Regions from separate parts of the Hordeum vulgare genome. Here region 1 is linked to region 2. Evidence: chromatin contacts called from public Hi-C data. All regions are on one chromosome and are shown on one strand. The core of a region is the stretch at or near the end of the contact, and the rest is flanking DNA. Distances in the headings are between cores, read along the strand shown.

Region 1 (5,003 bases), core at 526-3,025, 510 kb after region 2:
TGCTACTGGAGGTACCAGATCTCACTTGGTTTGATCGAGCCAACCATGAGATGATGGGCTCTGACTCACTTCCTGAGCCGTTTCCATCCATGTCTTCTCTCTTCTCCCCCTCATAGTTCACCTTACGTGCTTTCCTTGAAGTATTATTAATACATCTCCTGCGACCTTCACCTGGCAAAAGGAGGAGCTTGATTCTCTCATTTTGAAGATTGATCCATTCTTCGTCCTTATCATCATACTTGACATGATGCCTCTTTGTCACTGGGTCATATTTCTTGACCAGACCAAAGTACCAAGTCTCATCAAGAGGCCAAAACACCCTGATCCTCTCTTTTACAATGGAAAATGGATCCAGATCATGAGGGCTGACTTCATAGAAATGACGACGTGGGCGACGCTTCCTGAATGGCCCTTTACCGTCACGCTTCCGTAGCAACCTAGAAGGACCAGCTACATCATTTTCATTCTTGTATTGATTCTTCAAGTGATTAGAGTGGTGAAGATTAGATTCGTTTGACGATCTATCTGGTGATGCCATTCTGTTCCTCAATGGGTCATCATGTCTATTATCTGATAGAGAACAGAGCATCATAGCAGCATTTTCTTCCAAGCTAACATCAATGTGCCCTTGCGCATGCCCAGCACTATCCTTACCAACATCAAGAGGTTTAGATGGTTCACCTGACAGCTTTGGAACCAAGAGATCATTTCCAGAACAAGACTTTGTTGTGATGTCCTGATCATGAGTGCCATTCTCGGTCTTTGAGCAACTGACAGGGTCATCGCCACCAACTCTGTTCTCCTTGAGCCCCCTTGGTTTCCTTATCCTTTTCCTCCTCATGAAATGGGCAGGCTTGGAAATGCCATTGGGTTGAAGCACATTACAACCTCCAGCCCCAGTCTCGGCACTGGCATTCTGGGGAAGCTTCCTTAGCTTCAAGACGCCACGAGGCCGGCTGATCAATGCGGCGGAAGTAACTGAATGCTCAGAGCGGCCATTCTTTTTTCTCGACAAGGAGCGTGGGCAGCCGTCGCGCAAACTGTCCATGCTCCATGTGGTGTCACTCGAACTGGATCTTGTTGGCTCTGGACCATCAGCTTCCACTCTGTCACAACTCAAGCTCTCACGCTTCTTCTTGCTCCCTGCAGGAGAGGGGGTGCTGGAAGAGGCCTCATTGCCACCACGAGCATCCGGCGTGCTTGGGGCTGACCCGGATCCAACCGAGCCCCTCTCAGACAAGGTCTCGTCATCCCCATCTAAACCCAGCAGGAGTGGCTCGGGTGCAGGGGCGGGCTTAACCTGGGGCATGGGGGTTCAGTTGAACCCCCAATTGTCTCCCTCGAAAAGAAGCTGCTCCACACCCGGGCAGCGGGTCCCAGATCGAACTTGCTCGCCGGAGAACGGTGACCTGATCGGAACCATGCACGGATGAATCAGATTAACAAAAAACAGGCAACAGGGCAGGAAGCAGATCCGCAACCGGCCGGAATGGAAAGAAAAGAGCGATCTTGTCCCCGTCCGGTCACTGCCACAGCAAAACGAGGATCAAGAAACGCACTCCTGGAGCAATCCGGCCGGGGAAAAAAGCTAGGGTTCCATACCAGGAGCGGAGGAGGCCGATCCACGCCAATCCAACGCCGGCCTGGGGTTCCCCTGGTGCCCCTCCGTCTCCCGGGGTGCGGACCGGGGTTGATGGGTGGAGGAGGGGCGAGAATTTTGGGTGGAGCCGGCGGGGGAGGGGAGGCCGGAGGTGGAGGTGGAGGAGGAAGAAGGGGACATTGGGGAAGGGGAAATTTTCCGAATCAGTCCCTGTATTATAGGGTCGTGGACGGGGCCGGGCGGGTCACGTCGCCGGGTTTCTCGCGCCGTCGGATCGCGATCGGACGGCTGGGATCAGTGTGGGTGGGGAGCGTGGCCCCTGGCGGAAAATAAAAAGCGCCCCGTGCGGTGGTCTTTATTTCCTGCTCCTTCGTCGGTCGGTCGGTCCGTCCGTCCGTCCGTCGTCGCCGCTCCGCCACACACGACGGCACCGCCGCCGCCCGCCGGCGGTTCCCCGTGACGCGGCCTCCGGCGCTCTAGGATCTTGCAGTGGCTAGCTCGTCCTAATCCCTGCATCCCCACCCTCGCGCACCGACCTCCTCATCATCCCCACCTCAGGCCGCAGGATGCAGCAGGGGCTTCAGCAACAGGTACATCGCGGCAGGCCGCTTCAGGGGTGATGGATGGCAAGGCCAGGCACTGGTTGCCGGCAGGTACCATCATATTCCGGCCAGTCCTGCTCCTCGTGGATGTATCTGTAACTCTGTTGACCTTGTATTGATCTTCTTCTTAGTGCCTAAGATGTCAAACTTATGGCTAGCCTACTAGGTTTGCAGTGTGGATCTTCTATTTGTCATCTCTAGAGAAGATCAATTCGGCTTTCACATCATGTGTTTGGAGTGTGAAAGTAAATTTATGATGACAACAACATGCCTGCTTGCAACTTGATCTCACAACAAGTTTGCAGCTGTGATAGTTTGGCAAAGCTAGTATTTTCAGAGGACTTTGTACATATACCTCTGCTTTCTTCACTGCAGGTACAATCCGTTAATCACTAGTATGTTTTTCTGATCTGTTTCATAATTTATGGATTCGATTACCTGTGTTGGCACTGGTTTTTCTGAAGTAGATTTCTTTTTGCCCTATTGTCTATACTTTTTAACGCTGGTATAATTGCAAGAATACCATGGCAAATACAACAAGTGCTAGACAATGTGCTTGATCCTACACTACTTCCTCCTTGGTTTACAGGCAATTGGCTGTGAAGCTACCGAAGGCAATTTGCTCAGATGAAGAATATCGGTAATGCCTTATTCAGGAAAAATATTTCCGAAATGTGCTATATACAACAAATTCTAACATAGGACATCCACAACCTATTCCAGGACCTTCCTTATGTGTCATGTACTAACTCCTGAGTTCTGGTTCTACAGTATGACAGTAACCACCCTCATCACTCTGTCAAACTGCCATATGTGTGTCCAATACCTGGGAATACACACGTTGGGGGCTATGGGGAACTTTGACTTCCAATTTTTTTTTCTCATATCACTCTTTGATACCTCCCTATGTTTCGTGGTTCAATACCTCCTGAAGTGCCCCCCAAAAAATCATGAAGTGAATTTTTTTAGAAGAAATTATAATCTAGCACATCCACAATACATTCTAGGACCTGCCCTTTGTGTTGTGGACTAACTTCTGACTTCTGGTTCTACAATATGACAGTAACTATCCATGGGCTTTATGCCCCACCACTTTGCCAAACTGCCATATGTGTGTTCGATACCTGGAGATGCTGGCATCAAAGAGTATTGGGGAACTTTGACTTTCAAAATTAAGAAATCATGATATCCCACCCTTACTCCCCCTAAAGAGATCCGGATCCAACCCCACGAAAGCCATTAGATCCATAACTATAAACCCTAAGCAAACCCTATCAATGCCAGATCTAACCTGGGAACCCTCGATGCTGCCCTTGGAGAATCCTTGACATCGCTTCCTTAATCCATCGGGCGATGCCTGCTCCATGCGACAGCAATGGCGCTCCAACCCAGCAAGCCATGAGGAAGAGGTGGCTTCGCTTGCCTCGGCGGAAGGAGCGGCTTGGTGATTCATCAGCCGGCGGTGCCGAGACGCACAAGGAACACTGAATCGATGCGCCAGGCCGCCGGCGTAGGAAGATGGCAACCCTTTTGGTGGAAGAGGGCATCATGGAACTGCTCTTGTGGAGGCGCTGGCCTGGCGGCGCTGCATCCGCCCCATGGGTGGTGGCTGTCAAGCGCAAGGGCAGCCCTAGGGCTTCTTTGCGTGTGGCCGCGTTTGCTGCGAGCATAGGCCTATATGGGCCCAGCCAGCTGTCCTTCACCCTTTCTATTTTCTCTTGGGCTAAATGTGAATACGAATATTATTTGGAACATAATTAAGAATATTTGGTGCGTTTTGTGAAGAAACGGTCAGGGAGGAAATATTAGGACGAATATGCCCTTCTATTGTAATATCCAATTTAAGGTGGAGATATACAGTTTTCGTTCAGTCAGTAACATTTCTCTGTACTCATACTTATCTTCGTTGCCATACCAGCATGTCAGCACTCACCACCCATATGGTGTATTCAGGAAGCTTGGGAGATATGCAACTAACAGACTTGTCTTAGGCTCTGGTAGTATCGTCGAGAAGTTATAAAATTCTATTGAGCATTCAGCCCCAGCTTCAATAGCTTCCTTGATAATGTGTGTTATGCTTCAGTGTATTAGTATACAACCGAACTATCAGAAGAAGAAAAAACGTAGACGAAATGCATACAATTCACATGGCTATGAGTCAAGTTCATCTAGAGGTTGAGTACCATGCATCCAACAATGCAATGGCTTAGGTCATTAGACATAGAAATGATCAGCTAAGTTTTATATTATTCACCTTATTTTCGTGTTGAATTATTGCTTCTCGTTTTACAATGTAACTCAGCAACTCAGAAGGTAGAGTATTTGCTTGTGTTTATTACTGTTTGGCGCACCTGTTTAACATCCGGGACTTCCTCGGTTTGAGTCTCCAAGTTGTCAGACAAACCATATTTTATTAGACAAAATTGGGCTTTCATGCAACTCTTTTGCACTCTCTTTGCTCTTTGTCAAGAGCATTCCTTTTATTTACTGGAGTTATGATCAATATGGAGCGTCGATAAGAATGTTCCTTCTGGGAGGCAGTTATGGTTAGTATCCACTAGTGCTTTCCTCTGATGCACCTTGCACCTTGTACCTTTTTTTATGGAAATTGCAGACTTACAGCCTTGCAACTGGATGGCATGCACCTTTTACCTTTTTTTATGGAAATTGCAGACTTACAGCCTTGCAACTGGATGGCATACGTCTACATTAGCCTTAGTTCCATTCCTTTAATGGTTGGTACCTCCAATGCTACTTATTTTTCTGAGACTTATCTGTGACTGCTGTTTGTATCAGTTTCG
Region 2 (5,179 bases), core at 102-2,601:
GTGTTAGGAAGTCGTATGTTCTAGTTTAGCATCAAAGAGCAATCTATGTGTCATACTGAATCAGATGACATCTTATAGAAACAAATGAATTGATTAAAAGACTAATTCAATCCGCAATCTCTCAGGGCTGAGTTAGGCCAACTATAAGAAAAAGAAAAATACTAAGCTCCCATCAACTATAAGAATTGGATCAGCTGCGCTTCCATCTGACCCACAGCCGTCGCCACCCAGTGCTGCACCTATCCATGGCGGTCTCAGCAACGCTGAAGGACAAGACTAACAAGCCCACGCCGGCAGCCCCGGGAAGGGTGACGCGCAGCTACAGCCGGCTGCCAAGCTCTTGGTCTGACATCTGGTTAGACCAGCCAACATCGGCGCGAGCGGCTATTCCTTCTTGAAGGCGTTGTCATGGAGAGTGCATCCTTTGCCTGTTAATATGTCATCATATGCTCTGTGATATGATTTGGGGATGTTGTCGCAAGACTTATCCTATGTGGACAGTCTTATTTTTTTGTCCCTCGTTGTAAGCTGATTTGTTCAACAATATAGATAAGTAATATACTGTATATGGCTGTGTGCATCACTCGATGCAAGGCTATTCCCCTCTTCTCGAAAGAAGAAAAAAATCAAAACTATGTCCTGCATCCATTCTGCAAACTACCAATTTCTCGTGAAAGTTCATTTAATATTTAGACGAATCAAGCAGGTAATAGGCATCCGTTATCACAATATTCAACCATCAGCACCCAATACATAGAGCAAATTCTCAAATCCCGACACCCAATTTCCCAGATCTAGAAGGAAGAGGCAGCATTTACATACTCGTAGAACACTTTCTTGATTGGGTCGTACTGGAACCGCGGCACGACGAACGAGTCTACCACCCGCAGCGCCGACTGGACGCTGGTGGCGGAAGGCGATGCCGCGTCGACCGCCTCCTCCGCCTCGACCAGTAGGGACACCACGCGACGGACCGCGTCCCGGTCCAGTATCGACGATTTCACTGCGGGCGCCCGCAGAGCACAGAGAGACGCGCACAGGGTAAGAACCAACCATAAAACGAAGCCTCGGAACGAGAATGGGAGGCAAGCGGCCTGAAAGCGTGGGGCGGAGCGAGTACTTACGCGGCTCTTTGTCGAGCTCGTCGAGGAGGAGGTCGAGGGCCTCGTCCTCGGCGTCGGGGAAGCGGGCGAGGAAGGCGGCGGCCTCCTCGAGGGCATCAACTTTGAGGGTGAAGCCACGCAGCCGGAATTTGCGCTGCAGCTTCTTGCGCATGGCTGCCGACGGCGCCGCCATGGGAGAGAGGGGGAAGAGGCGAGAGGGAATGGCTGTGGCGGGAAAGGTGGGTTGGGGTTTGGGGAATCTGGCGGGATATCAATTGCAGCGCCCCCGCTGGGCTTGAAGTATCCGCTGCGGGCTTTGGCCCGGTGGGTTGGCTCGGGAAGTTTCGGACAATGCTGCGCCCTTTTTTGGGCTCGCGTTATGCGTGAGCCCTCTATCCCTCAAAAACAACAAGGGCATGAGCCGGTTAATTTCGGGGGCAAAACAATCAAAGCAACTAGTTAGCGAGCATTCCTTCAGAAGCCTCCCAGCGATCACTCTCCCAAGCCGCCATTTGGCGTGTTCTTAGCCACCTTCATGTATCGCGCTTTGAATGTTTCCTTCGTATTTTATTATTTTATTTTTTTTCGCACGTGTTTTCGTATTTTTAGAGTGGGTTTTTTTGGGGTTTTTTGTGTTCTGGTTTTTCACCGGTCTTTTTTAACTTTTGGAAGGAAATAAAATTTAAAAAAAAATCCAAAAAAATCGTTTTTTCCATTTTTCCTAAAAAAAACACGTTTTCTGTTTTTTTTTTGCGAGATGTACGTTTTTGCTTTCGCGAGACGCACGGTCGTACCTCTCGGAAAGAGAAAAGAAGCGTTTATATTTGTGTTTCTTTGTGAGAGGCATGGTTTTGCATTTCAAGAGGCACGCCCGTGGCTCTTGAAAACAGGAAAACGCGTTTTCTGTTTTTTTTCGTGAGAGACACGGTTTTGCTTACGCGAAAGGCGTGGTTTTGCCTTCGCGAGAGGCACGCCCGTACCTCTACCAAAGGGGGGAAACGCGTTTTCAGTAAAAAAGAATGCGAGAGGCACGGTTTTGCCTTCACGAGAGGCACCCGAAAAGAGAAAACGCGTTGTTTGCTCTCTTTTTTCTCGCGAGAGGCATGGTTTTGCTTCCGCGAGAGGCACGACCTCGGAAAGGGAAAAAATGTGTTTTCTGTTTTTTTCTATCGCATGAGGCTCGGTTTTTTCGTCCGGTTTTTTCATGAAAAAAAAATCGTCAAAACCTATCAACATGGTATCTAGTTTTGAAGATCTCGACACGAGGAAGCCAACGGTGAAACGGTTTGAGATTTGGACACACGGTTTAGAAAATAAAACGTTTTGAAAATACGGATCTACGAAAAAAGAGAAAACTCTCAGATTGCGACAAATGGCAGACATGCACTGCGCCACTTGTCGCAACCTGTGAAGATGGGAGTAATCGTTGTACTCGCTAACTAGTGATTTCACAAAACAATCTGTTGGGAGCTCCTATACTGCGATGCAGGGGACCTCCTGTGTCCAGTAGCGATGGCTTCACACAAGAGGGACGAAGCGACTAGACCGGCCAGTTAACCAGCTCGGGTTTTTTTCACATTTTATGGTTATTTTTTATTTTCTTTTCTTTTTTCTCTTCTTCCTTATTTTCTTTTGTGTTTATTGTGTACTCGCTAAGAAAAAAGAAGTTTTCCAAAACCGGAAAATACCGACCGGGAACTTTCCAAAATCGAGATCACTGAAACATGTTAACGGGGCCAGCCCATGTAAGAATCGCTCGTCTATCCTCCTGTGTGTTTGCCTGATAGTTTGACGCAAAGGGCGTCAAATAGGATATTCCGCGCTGCAAGGGTTCGTTCTTGCTCCTGGCGCTTGCAGCGCCCCGCGTTGGGCCGACCAATGAAACAGCTCCTGGCGCCCCGCTGCAGGCCGTGAAAAATGTTTATTGATTTTCGAAAAATAAAGGTCATCGATTTTGCAAAACAATTCTTCAAATGGGAAAAATGTTTAAAGATTTGGAGAAAAAAATATAGTTCATCACATTTGAGAAAGGTTCATCAATTTTGATAAAAAGTTCAGTGATTTTGAAAAACGCCCATCAAATTTCAAAAAACAATTAATCAATTTTCAAAAAAAATTCATCGGATTTGAAAAAAGTTCATCGAATTTGAAAATTTTCATCGGTTTTGAACAAAAGGTCATCGAATTTGAAAAAAAAATCATCAATTTTTTTAAGTTCATCGAATTTGAAAAGGTTCATCTAATTTAGAGAAAAATCATCAAATTTTTAAAATAGTCTATAAAACTAGGAAAAAAGTTTCATGAATTTAAAAAAAAAATCGCGCATTTCAGGAAACAAAGAAAAATACAAGAAAACAGAATATAACTCCCAAAGCGGTAGCGAACCGAAAAACGAGGAAAAAGATAATAAAATGGAGGGAAAGAATAACTTAATGGCGTGTATTCTGTGGTTGCTACAAAACGTGAGGTCGTGGGTTCGATCCCAACGTAGCACCATTTTTTAAAATTTAAACCAATTTTTGAAATTTAAACCGAATAAACAAAGTCAAACTTGGCCGGCCCAAGCGTGGAGCGGGGATGCGCTCTACACGCACTTGTTAGCAAAATGACGTGTAACGGGCGCGTGCAGCGACAAATAAGGAATGCCCAATCTGCTAGCCATTTTTCAAAAAATAATAGATCTGTTGGTGAGTCGTATGATTTGTATAGTACTCGTCAGATGGTCAACCTAGAACTCGCGTCCTCTCGGCTCACAATGTCACTTTGTAGCGGCCACCACCGCCCTAATCGCATGTGAGTGGCCGTACCCGATCGCTCTGTCACGACAGACCATGTCTCTCTTGTAGCATCACCTGTTGCAACATTAAAAGCACGTCACCGCTTACAACATTGGGGTGTCGCGGAACACGCCACCGCACACAACATTGGTGAAAAATTAAGAGGATGGCGAGCTGCTACAACAACAACACTCGCAGCTCTGCATGCACCGTCGGTGAGACATGCAATTGAAGATTGCCCGCCGCTAGCAACACTCTTAGACCTTTGCATCACTACGCCATCGTTTTGCTGCATGATGAGATATACAATTGCAGCATTTGCCACTGCTTGTTGTGCTGGCGAGCGGCCCCCAAGTCCTTAAAATGTGATTGCCCTTGCCCCTGCAACACCGAGTTACCACCTGGCTTGCGGCCCTAGTGAATATTGATTTGAGCATGACCAAGTGCTGACATGCAACATTGTCGCATGGTCTCACAATGGTGCCTTCGCCTCTCATGGCAACGACTGACGGTGTATCACAACGCCATCATCTCCTTGTTCGGGAGATGTGCCTTTCACTTGTTCGAAAAGCACACGATGCTTCGCCATTAAGCACATATGTGTTTCCAAAAACACAATTGTGCTTCAGCGTGAAGCACATTTGTTTTCACTTTTTGAGAAGAACATATGTAATTTTTATATTTTGGAAAGCACCCCTCTGAAAAGCACAGATGTGCTTTTCACTTTCATGGACCACAACTATGCTTCACGTGAAAAAAGGTAAGAGAAATGAAAAAAAGAACTTGGAAAAAACAAGCAAAATCTAAAAACCCAGAAAAACAAGGAAACCTCACAAAAATGCATGAAAAAAGAAAAGAATATTGGGATCATGTTGGTACTCCCAATGTGCAACGTGTGGTGGTGGCTGGGCACGCTGATACGTCTCCAACGTATCTATAATTTTTGATTGTTCCATACTATTATATTATCTTCTTGGGATATCTTATATGCATTTATATGCCATTTTATATCATTTTATGGGACTAACCTATTAACTCAGTGCCTAGTGTCAGTTTCTGTTTTTTCCGTGTTTTTGACCTTTTTCAGAAAAGAATATTGAACGGAGTCCAAACGGAATAAACCTGCGGGATGATTTTTTCCATAATAGAAGATACGCAGAGGACTTGATAACCAAGGTAGGAGGTCTCCGGGGAGGTCACGAGCCCCCTAGGCGCGCCCTAGGGGGCGCGCCTAGCAGGCTCGTGGCCCCCCCGTGGCTCCTTTGCCCTACCTCTTTCGCCTACAAATTCCCAAAAATT

Evidence for each region. A called contact is a pair of places that touch in the nucleus more often than the background predicts.
Region 1: a Hi-C map of seedling shows a contact between it and region 2, with 2.6 times the contacts expected there. The contact joins the promoter of LOC123442978 here to the promoter of LOC123442976 in region 2. A contact is called at or near these places in 1 of 6 Hi-C or Micro-C datasets (seedling) and 1 of 1 datasets of contacts at active chromatin or transcription factors (embryo).

Annotation. Positions count from the first base shown.
Region 1 is chr3H:63,578,099-63,583,101 of MorexV3_pseudomolecules_assembly, forward strand. LOC123442978 reads right to left here and starts at 1,776. Exons shown (of 5, transcript XM_045119178.1): 1 at 1,603-1,776; 2 at 1-1,526. The coding sequence starts at 1,309. It overlaps LOC123442979 (a long non-coding RNA gene), which reads left to right and starts at 1,861. Exons shown (of 2, transcript XR_006630546.1): 1 at 1,861-2,577; 2 at 2,792-5,003.
Region 2 is chr3H:63,067,904-63,073,082 of MorexV3_pseudomolecules_assembly, forward strand. LOC123442976 (DNA polymerase epsilon subunit B) reads right to left here and starts at 1,352. Exons shown (of 13, transcript XM_045119174.1): 1 at 1,125-1,352; 2 at 823-1,003. The coding sequence starts at 1,296.